Regions from separate parts of the Sus scrofa genome. Here region 1 is linked to region 2. A link is a contact called in public HiChIP or PLAC-seq data. All regions are on one chromosome and are shown on one strand. Each heading gives the region's core, a stretch centred on a gene start, on an enhancer-like site or on the middle of the called end of the contact. The rest is flanking DNA. Distances are from core to core; before and after follow the strand shown. Region 1 holds the start of SNX10 (sorting nexin-10). Region 2 overlaps SNX10 (sorting nexin-10).

Evidence for each region. HiChIP or PLAC-seq counts read pairs in DNA pulled down with a chosen protein or histone mark.
Region 1: a contact with region 2 is called in an H3K27ac HiChIP or PLAC-seq map of alveolar macrophages. The contact joins the promoter of SNX10 here to the enhancer-like site in region 2. A contact is called at or near these places in 15 of 47 Hi-C or Micro-C datasets (alveolar macrophages, blood, embryonic fibroblasts and 8 more) and 1 of 2 datasets of contacts at active chromatin or transcription factors (alveolar macrophages).

Annotation. Positions count from the first base shown.
Region 1 is chr18:46,140,776-46,145,542 of Sscrofa11.1, reverse strand. It overlaps SNX10 (sorting nexin-10), which reads left to right and starts at 2,560. Exons shown (of 7, transcript XM_021079049.1): 1 at 2,560-2,731.
Region 2 is chr18:46,079,890-46,085,115 of Sscrofa11.1, reverse strand. All of the region lies in intron 2 of SNX10 (sorting nexin-10), which reads left to right. Among named protein-coding and RNA genes, the nearest start is that of SNX10, 60 kb to the left of the region's middle. Within about 2 kb of position 3,500, at least 11 of the 83 cell types and tissues checked have an H3K27ac peak or open chromatin away from gene starts, as enhancers often do. A contact at or near this core is called in alveolar macrophages, liver, retroperitoneal adipose tissue and 1 more, where this site is marked.

The DNA.
Region 1 (4,767 bases), core at 1,311-3,810, 61 kb before region 2:
CCGCATCTTAGGGGCCAAAGTTGACTTTCCTTAATATATCTAAGTAAGGGCACTTGGAGGTGGAAGATATTAGAGAAGAGGATCATATTATACCAACAACGTTAATATAATAACTAAAATTTATTGAGCGCATACTCTGCATCTAGCCCAGTTCAGGAGGTTTCCCTGGATTTTTTCCCTTACCCCTTCAACAACCCTATGAGGCTGGTGCTCTTATTTTCATTTCCTTTTTTCACATGGTAAAATGAGGCCCAGAAAATTATTTTCCCAGGATCACATAGCAAGAGGTGGTAAAGATGGGGTTTGAATCAGTTACCCTGTCTTTTTTTTTTTTTTTTTTTTTTGCTATTTCTTGGGCCGCTCCCGAGGCATATGGAGGTTCCCAGGCTAGGGGTCGGATCAGAGCTGTAGCCACCGGCCTACGCCAGAGCCACAGCAACGCGGGATCCGAGCTGCGTCTGCAACCTACACCACAGCTCACGGCAACGCTGGATCGTCAACCCACTGAGCAAGGGCAGGGACCGAACCCGCAACCTCATGGTTCCTACTCCGATTCGTTAACCACTGTGCCACGACGGGAACTCCTGAATCAGTTACCCTGATCCTGGAAGCGACAGTTGAGGCAAGATTTGGACAGGTAAGAGAAGTTCTTCTTAAAAGCAATTTTATGGTGATTTTATTAGCATGCTAGGATTTCTTAAGCACCAGAGAGTCCCAGTTTTTTGTTTGTTTTTAAGCTGCCCACTGCAGGTATAACAAAAAGTCAAACCTAACAAAAGTGGTTGATCACTTAGCTCAGTCTCTTGGATTCAGGTCGCATGTTACAATTCTTAAACTAGAAACACCACTCAGATGCTATCCTGATGGAATGGATTAAAATTCATTATTGCTTCATTCTACTCTGAATTCGTTTCATATTGTTTCTTTCTGTTAAGGCCATAATTCTAACAGATATTTAAATGACCTCCTATAGACTCTCCAAAGGTATTTTGCTGCTTTGTTCAGAGTTTTAAGGGAGTACTTTATTTATTTATTTATTTTTTGGCCATGCCCTCGGCATGTGGAAGTTCCCAGGCCAGGGACTGAACCCTCAGCATAGCAGCAACCCCAGTACTGCAGTGACAACACCAGGTCCTTAACTTTCTGTCATAAGGGAACTCTTGTGTAAGGGTGGGCTCTTGATGATAATAAATCCAGGAAGATTTTAATTTTGCAGAATCTCTTGGGATCTTAGACACACTGCATTTTGTTTTTCAGTCAATGCTTTTCTTTGTGGAGCATAGGGAAAAGAATTTGGAAAACATTTTAATTTGATTGTCAGAAGTGATTATCTTTCCATTCACCTGTGTGTTATAACTTGGGTGCAATTTTAGGAAATTAGATACAGGTGATTCAAGATTCAGTGACGCAAGGTCAGGATTCAGGCTGTTATGACAGAATATTGTAGTTTTAGAAGTTTTACCTTGTCAAGCCAATTGGGGTGTGGGGGATAGATGTGTGTATTTTCAGATAGGCCTGGAAAGGCCCTTAAAGTCATCAGTAGCTGACTGTGTCTAATGGAAGAAACTTGTGCTTAAATAACGAACCATTAGGCTACTGTCAAAAAAGAGACAACGGGGCCCAAATGGAGTCACTTATGCTAAGTGTTTGTGCGAAGACATCACCAAATGGAAACTTAAGACTTTAGTTTCAGCCTTTCCCAATAAGGAATGGAATCTGCAATTACCTGGTCAGCACCGGTGGCGTGATCAGCCTGATAGACCCCCGTCTTCTAGAGGACAGTGACTCGCCATGACCAATCCTTTTTTTGTTAGAATCACTTCCTTGTTCTGCCTCCTTACACACGTCAGTCTTTCATTTTGTTACCGTTCCTTAGAGCTCCTTTCTAGCTGCTAGCTTGGATGCTGCCCCATCATGAATCAATGAATGAAGCCAATAAAACCTTTGAAGTTCGCTCTGTGGATTTTTTTTTTTTAACACTACTTTTATTATTCTGCCATGTAGTTGTCTAGGAGCGGTTTAAGCGATTATTGCGGTTTTCCAGGCAAGTAGGTGGGTTAGACGCATGGTTTACTGACTCGGGCCCCTGGGCAGATCTCATTTCCTTCCCCCCAAAGTGAAATATTTCAAACATACAGACACGTTGAAAGAATTTTGCAGCAAACACCCATATGCCCACCACTTGAGTTCTACGACATTCTACCATTACCTAGGCATCCCTCTCCTCACTCATCAGGCCTCCCCATAACTAAGGGGACGGAGCGGGGGGCGGGCAGGGGGAGCGGGGGTCAGCAAGCTCAAGGTGGCATTCAAATGGCCATTCCCAAGGGCGCGGCTCGCAGGCCAAGGTCTTAGCATCAGGCCGAGCGGGGGTGCCTGCTCCGCAGCCTCATTTTGCGGACGCGGGAGGAGGAACCGGGCTGCGGACCGCGCGGCGCCCCCCGGCGGCCGACCCGTTCGGGGGCCGGGGGGACAGGGGGCCGGGGGGCCGCGTCCGGGTCGGCCGCGGGGCTGGGCGGGGTGGGGCGGGCCGGCGCGGCGCCGCACCTGCGCTGGGCGGTGCGGTGGCGGCGGAAGCCGGCGGCGGGCGCGGGGCCGCTACGTGCGCGGGGAGCGCGGGGCTGCGCTCGTGTGCGCTCGTCGCCGCCGCCGCCGCCGCTGCTGCGCCTTTGAGTCAGCAAACTCCGCCACCAGCTCGTCCGCTGCCCGGCTCTGCCCGGAGCTGCCGCCCGTAAGTGACAGGAAACCCGGCGGGGAGGCCTCCCCCGCGCCGCCGGGGTGGGCACCGCGGCCGGGGCCGAGCCGGCTGTCTTTTCCTTTCCTCTCCCGAGGCGTGGGGCCCTTCCCGCTGCTCCCAGGGGCCGCTCGCTGCGGGCTGGTGAGAGGTTTGGGTCTGCTGGGGCTGGAGCCGTGAGCGGCCGCCTTGCCTGCCGGGGTTGAGGGGGAGGAGGCATCGGTCGGCTTGTTTGCCGGGAGAGGGCACGCTTGGGAATCGATCCGGCTAAAAAGACACTCCGGGGAGAGAGTAGGGCGGAGGTGGGATCCTTGACGCCAGGAAAAGTGCTGAGGCACCTTCCACCAGGCCGGGTTGGGGTGGGTATTTTCTTATTCACGGAAGGGCAGCTTGGAGTTTAGAAACTGGGAGGGGTAGGCAGGGGGCTTTCGTGGGATTGTGGGATTCAGAGGAAGAAAGACCCGAGAGAAAATCCATGTTGACGATGACCAGGTCGGGTACCACGCGAAAGCAACAGCCTGTGTTTCAGTTCTGATGCATCATACTTCTTGAAGATGGGATGCGGTGATTGAGGGGGCTGGTCACGGGGACCTAGAGCCACGTGTCTTGCTTGAAAGCAGGGGCTACTGTTTTCTGCAAGGCACGTTTCCATGGAAGAATAATGGAATTAGAAATTGAGAGGAGGGAGGAGGCTTTCATGTGATCTCCTTCAAGCCTTTTATTTTGGAGACAGGAAAACTGAGGCCCCCCCGGGTGGGGCGCATTCAGCCAGTTGGGCGCAGAAGCAGGCCTAGGTTCTTGTGGATTTCTGACGCCCGCTGCAGCGTTCTTCTGGGTGGAGGTAGGCCTGAAATGCATGAACTCTCTCTTCTCCCCTGGGAGGGGTCTGGGCCAGAGGGGGTGAGTGCAGACGCTGGGCAGAACCCCACAGCTTCATCCATGGCCCAGGCTCAGCTGGGGCTCCTCAGTCTGAGACCGGGAGGTGAGTGAGATGCTTCTGCTACTTCTGCCATCTCTTCCAGGGATGCTTAGGCCTCAGGCCTTCAAAAAATAATTTTTTTAAAAAGGCGTGGTAGATTTAAGATTGACTGACGGGACTATTTTAAATAAAGATAGAAAATAAAATACACCCAGAAGCAGATATACATAAGATGTGAAGGAGGGAGGTGATTAGCACCTGTATTTCACGGGCTCACCCTCTCTCTCCTGCCGGTCTGTTCCCTTCTCACTTCAGAAGTGACTGTTTCACTCGTGAGGAAATCGGTGTTGAACGAGTGGGGACTTGCTCAGGTGACACTGGCCCTCACCAGGGGTCTCTTGGCTGACTGGCATTCTGCTTCTGCCTCCACCCCAGCGGGCTGTGGTCTGAACTTCCTCTTATTTTGCTTAGAGGCAGGCCTCCTGGAGCTTGGTATCCAAAATAAACACCTTCATTCTTTCCTATATAAAAGTATATTGATTGAAGACTAAGGTTTATCTTTAATTTTAGAGCACTCTTCATAGTATCTTTTCTCAGCCTTAGGGGCTCTCCTTCTAGAGGGTTCACTTTGTTAGTTTAGCCTTTGTGGGAAATGGCTTCTTTTTCCTCTTTCGGTCTCAGGGCTGTGGTTTAACAACCACTTGTGAGGGGTTTAGAGTTGGTTGAGACCAAGCCTTTGTCATCTTCCATTTCTTAGGGTGGCAAAGCAGGGCTCTTAGCCAAAGTCATGGTTGACCTCCATGGAGGGAATACCCTACACTTGGGACTGTTATCACTCACCTCTTGTTTTTCCTCTTAGAATCTAGTAGATCTGGATCAGCTCTTATGTTCTCCAAGCCCTGTTCAAATAAGAGATTGTATGTGGTAGTGGTTACAACTTCTGGTTTCGGACTCATTAGAGACGAACTCTGGGCGCAGTCATTTGCTGGCTGGGGTACTGTTAGCTGGGGACTTAACTCTCTAAATCTGATGGCTCCTTTATTCAGAAATTACGAAATGGTACTGATAATCCTTGCCTCCCAGAATTGTTCATAGCAATAGCTGACATGTACTG
Region 2 (5,226 bases), core at 2,251-4,750:
TTTAATAAGGTTATTAAATTGACTAACTGCTGCTGCTGAAGCCATTTTCATAGGAAATCCATATGATTCTACGTATGGAACTGGGAGCTGTCCTTTGTGGCCGACAGGCTGTCAGCATTCCTTTGAGGGATGGTGGGCCGAGTCATGAGGGATGTGTCTAATTAAGAGATTGTAGGTGAACCTTGGCTTCCTGGGTTGCTGTTTGTAGCTGGAAGTATCGCGAAACTTCACTAATTCCTACTAATTGCAGGGTGGGAGAGGGAAGGCCCATCTGAATTATAGAATATTTTAAAATAAATGTACTTTTATTACTTGCGAGTACATATTTTAACTCCAACTAGGCAAACAAATTGTGGTCTGGTACACGTCTTAGGGCTCTCAAGTTATTGCAGGCCTCAGAAGGATTTTCAATTATTTCTATGTAAATAGGTGCTTCTGGAGTTCTTCAGGGTGCTTGAAAACAGTTGGTTCTCATAGATCTAAAACATTGCTCCTGTAGGCTTATGCTGTTAATTGGCACACCCTTAGAGGAAGGGGTTTGCTAAATTAAGATAAACTTGAGACCAGCTGCTAAATAACTTATCATTAATTCATGGAGTCTAAGAACCCAAGTGGATGAGGTTTTTATTTCCATTGAAGTTTGATCTCGTCTTTTTTTTTTCTTTTTTGGCCCTGAAGTTGGTTCATTTACTCCTCCAGGCATTCATTTATTGATTAAGTGGTATTATTGGACTGCACTGGATGGACCAGGCATTCAAGTCATAACAGACAGCCCAGGTTACCCCGAAGGAGCTTAGCGTCTCTAGAGGAGGCCTACAGGTAATGACAGTGCAGTAAGACTCAGTGGTGGGAAGGAGGCCCGGGGTCTTCCCAGTGGCATCAGGGTCTCGGAGGAGCGTCAGATTAATCAGACTGGGGGAATCTGAGGGTTTCCAGACGGATTCCAGAAGGATTTCTGGAGACTGAGTTGCATTCTGGAGACTGAGTTGAAAACGGGTTGGAGTTAGCAGAAAATAAAAGAAAGAACAGGATGACGACGACAATGATGATGACGACGAAAAAAGCAGAAAGGGGGGTGAGGACAGTGGTCCAGGCGGAGAGAACAGCACGTTCAAAGGTGTGCAGGTGTGAAGTGGCCTGCTGTGGATGGGACCTAAGCTCAGCCTTTGGAGATGCGCGACATTCACGAAAGGCTCTGTTGTGCTCGTTACAGGGTGTGAACTTGATCTCGAAGGTTATGGGGCAGCTTTTGTAGGATTTTCAGCAGGAAGATGATATCATCAGAGGTGTGCTTTGGAACCATTCTTGTTTTTGTTGGGGGATGAGTTGGATGCGGGCCCAGAGGCCAATTAGCAGCCCTGTTGGGCTAGTCCTGGGGGCAGGGCACTCGCAGAGGGAACAGAGTTGTGGGTGGTTGGAAGGACGGTGCTTCTGGAGGTCGTGGTCAGTGAGTCACAGAGAGAAGTTGGGGTCTCTGGGTTTTTGGCAGGGGTTGCGGAGGATGAGATGGGGAGAAGGATGGTGTGGGGAGAGTGTGGACTCTGTGTCTTGTGGGACTTCCAAGTGAGCTGTCTCTGGAGGCTGGCTGTGCGGGGAGATGCCTGGGCTGGAATGGAGAGAGACTCATGAGCTCATGCTGAGCGCTTGAAACCATATGTTTGCATGAGGTCATCCTGGAATCATATCAGGGTGTGAAGAACCTCGGCCTGGGCTGGTGCACAGAGCCACGGCCACATTTAAGGGGATGAGAAGGAAGAAAGGTCATCATTTAACAGTCTAACCAAGTTAAAGATTTTCAGGATTGAAAACCTATTTGGAGTGTTAGCACCATAGTTCATTTTGAGCGAGCATTTGAACTGTATTGCTGTGTTCTTAGAAGACTTTTCTTCCCCAGCATGGCTTTAGAATATGCACGTAAAGATGAGAGGAAATGAGTAATAATAACGGTAGAATCTGAGAATCCCAACCCATTGAGACGAGGAAAATAGATCCTTTACTGTAATTTGTCATTATGCTGTCCATTCCTTTAACAAATATCATGAGGGGCCCTCCTCCAAGCAAGTTCTGTGAAATCCTTAGGCTATTCGGTGTTAGAGTGTTTGCTGCTGGGTTCTTAAACCAATATGTTTGTACTTAAAAAAGATATGCAGGGAGTTCCCTTTGTCCCTCAGCAGTTAAAAGAACCTGACTAGGATCCATGAGGATGCGTGTTCGATCCCTGGCCTCACTCAGTGGGTTAAGGATCCGGTATTGCCATAAGCTGTGGTGTAGGCCAGCAGCTGTAGCTCCAATTCCACCCCTAGCCTGGGAACTTCCATATGCCTCAAGTTCAGCCCTAAAAAGCAAGAAAAAAAAAAAAAAGATATGCAGCTGCTTTAGTTTTTCTGACTTGCTTATCGCCAGTGTCTGTGGGAAGCCCTCTGTGCTGTGCATTTTATTATAAGCGTTTTCTTTTCTGTGTAATGATACCTGACATTCATGTAGCACTTAATGAAAATTTTCCCGGTGCTTTCACAGGTAGGTGAGAATTCAGTCCTCCCAGTGAACAGCTGAGCAAGGTTGGACAGGCATCATTTCTATTTTCCTGGTATAGAAACAGGCTCAGTGAATAAGTTCATAATTTAGGAAGTAGGTCAGCAAGAATTCACCCCTGGTCTTGTGATCATAAATCCAGTCCTCTGTCTATGAAAAGGGACGTGTTACTCAATGTTCCTATGTTAGTAGTTGGGCAATAGCGAACAGATGGGGGCAGGGAGTTCTGATTTTTTTTTTTTTTTGAGAACCATTTGTCATTGCTGCCATCATCGATTAATACTATGTTGAGTGGTCAAGGGGTCTGTGATGCTGTAGTAACTGTGGACTTTATAATTTTAGTTTAGAAACCCTGTTTTAAGTTCGAGGTGGGGTTATATTTTAATTAAAAATTTTTATTATAGTTTATTTGCACTGTTCTGTCAATTTCTGCTAACCCAGTTTATATATATATATATACACACACACACACACATACACACATATTCTTTTTCTCACATTATCCTCCATCATGTTCCATCACAAGATACAGTTGTCTGTGCTACACAGCAGGATCTCATTGCTTATCCACTCCAAATGCATAGTTTGCATCTGTAACCCCAGACTCCCAGTCTACCCCACTCCCTCCCCATTGACAGCCACAAGTCTGTTCTCCATGTCCAGGAGTGTCTTTTCTGTCTGTCTGTCTCTCTCTCTTTTTTTAATGACAGCTTTGCAGCACCTTGGCAAGTGTGTTTTTTGTCTCTTCCTTTTGGTTTAACCTGGGCGAAGGTCTGCTGTTTCGGTAACAGGTGCATGTCTTTTGCTGTGGATATGGAACGTGGAGCTGTGGAAATATTTAATCTCCCTTGTGGGATCTTCAAGAACGTCTGCCTCCCCAGTGGAAAAGTGGAGCTGCCAACACCCTGTGAGGGAGTGTGGCTTACATGTGACCTGATGACTAGCAGCCTCTCCCTTCAGCTGGCTCGACGGGGGCAGCATGACCTTGTCAGCCCTCGTCAGCGTTCTGCCAGGCCCTGAGTGTGGAGGGGCACCAGGGGTGTTCGATAGGGTCTACCCTGGACTCTGGTCTTCTCTCCTCTCCCTAATTTGTCCTTCTATGGGTGTATGAAAAGCATTCCCAGAAAATGAGGTACCCCCCACCCCCACCCCCCGCAAGAGACCGAGGTGAAATGTGTACTAAGGGCAGGAGGCCTGGGTTCTGTTTCATTCCATTTCTAGGCAGGATCTACTCTATCCTGACCCAATCACATTATATGCAATGAAGGGTTCTAATTAACAATTGTTTTTATAACCCCCTTATTTATTTATATATTTACCTATTTATTTATTTTCAGGGCCACACCTGTGGCGTATGGAAGTTCCTAGGCTAGGGGTCGAATCAGAGCTGCAGCTGCCTGCCTGCAGCACAGCAGTGCCAGATCTGAGCCACATCTGCGCCCTACGCCACACCTCGAGGCAGTGCCGGATCCTCAACCCACTGAGTGAGGCCAGGGATGGAACCCGCATCCTCATGGTTACTAGTCAGGTTCTTAACCTACTGAGCTACAATGAGAACTCCCCTCTTATAATTTAGAATGTGCTTTTAGGAAATAATGGCCAAAACATTTAGAGCATTGCTATATTGTTGTCTTGTTTTTATTGTCTGTCTTCTCTGTGACTTTAAAAATACACAATGAAAAGATTTTAAAATAAGTCTCTTTGAAACATTAAGTCATAATGCCTGGATATGTACCGAGGGCAGGCAGGCAGGCAGTGGAACAGAAGTCTCTAGTGCGAGAACCAAGTGTCACCTTAGAAGGTGAGACTTGGTAGGTGGCAAAAGCTATTTAAAGGAATGTGGATGACTTTTCTCCTTTTCTCTTAGTCCTCTGTTCTGAAATATTTTATTATCTGCATAACAGAATGGAGGCGTTCTGTCCAGAAAACCCCATAACCTTTCTTCCCCTTCTGCCCTAGAGCATTGATGGCCTACTTCTCGGATGTGTCAAAACAAAGCAGTAAGAAATGTCTAAAATTTCAGCCGTGAAGCTTCCCCCCAATAAAAAATTAAAATATTTAAAATGAAATTCAGTTAACAGAGTTATAATCACCAAGTGAATAAATGATACTTTTAAAGTTTGTTGTGCCAAACAGAACTATTTTTGTTGTACCTTTTCCTATGTTAAAACTAAGCTAACTTAGTGAAGAGCATGTTTTTAAAGTATTGTGTTTTAAATTTTACCCCTATTTCCTGTTCTTATTATCTCTAAAAAGGAACAACATGATCTACTGGGTCGGTTTTTTTTTTTTTTTTTTTTTTTTTTTTGTCTCTTTAGGGCCATACCCACAGTATATGGAGGTTCCTAGGCTAGGGGTCGAATTGGAGCCTTCGCCGCCAGCCTACACCACAGCCACAGCAACTCCAGATCCAAGCTGTCTCTGTGACCCACACCACAGCTTGCGACAATGCCAGATCCTTTAACCACTGAGCAAGCCCAGGCATCAAACCTGCATCCTTCTGGATACCAGTTGGGTTCTTAACCCTCTGAGCCACAAGGGGAACTCCTCCTGTGCATTTTTTCTTAACTTCTCTTTTACCTCTATCATGAGGTTGCTGTGAAGCTGAAACGCTTTACTGCAAAGGAAAGTATATTTCCAACTAGAAAAGAGTGTCAAAGGTGCTCGTCTTTCTAGAGCCGAGTTCGTCTCAGG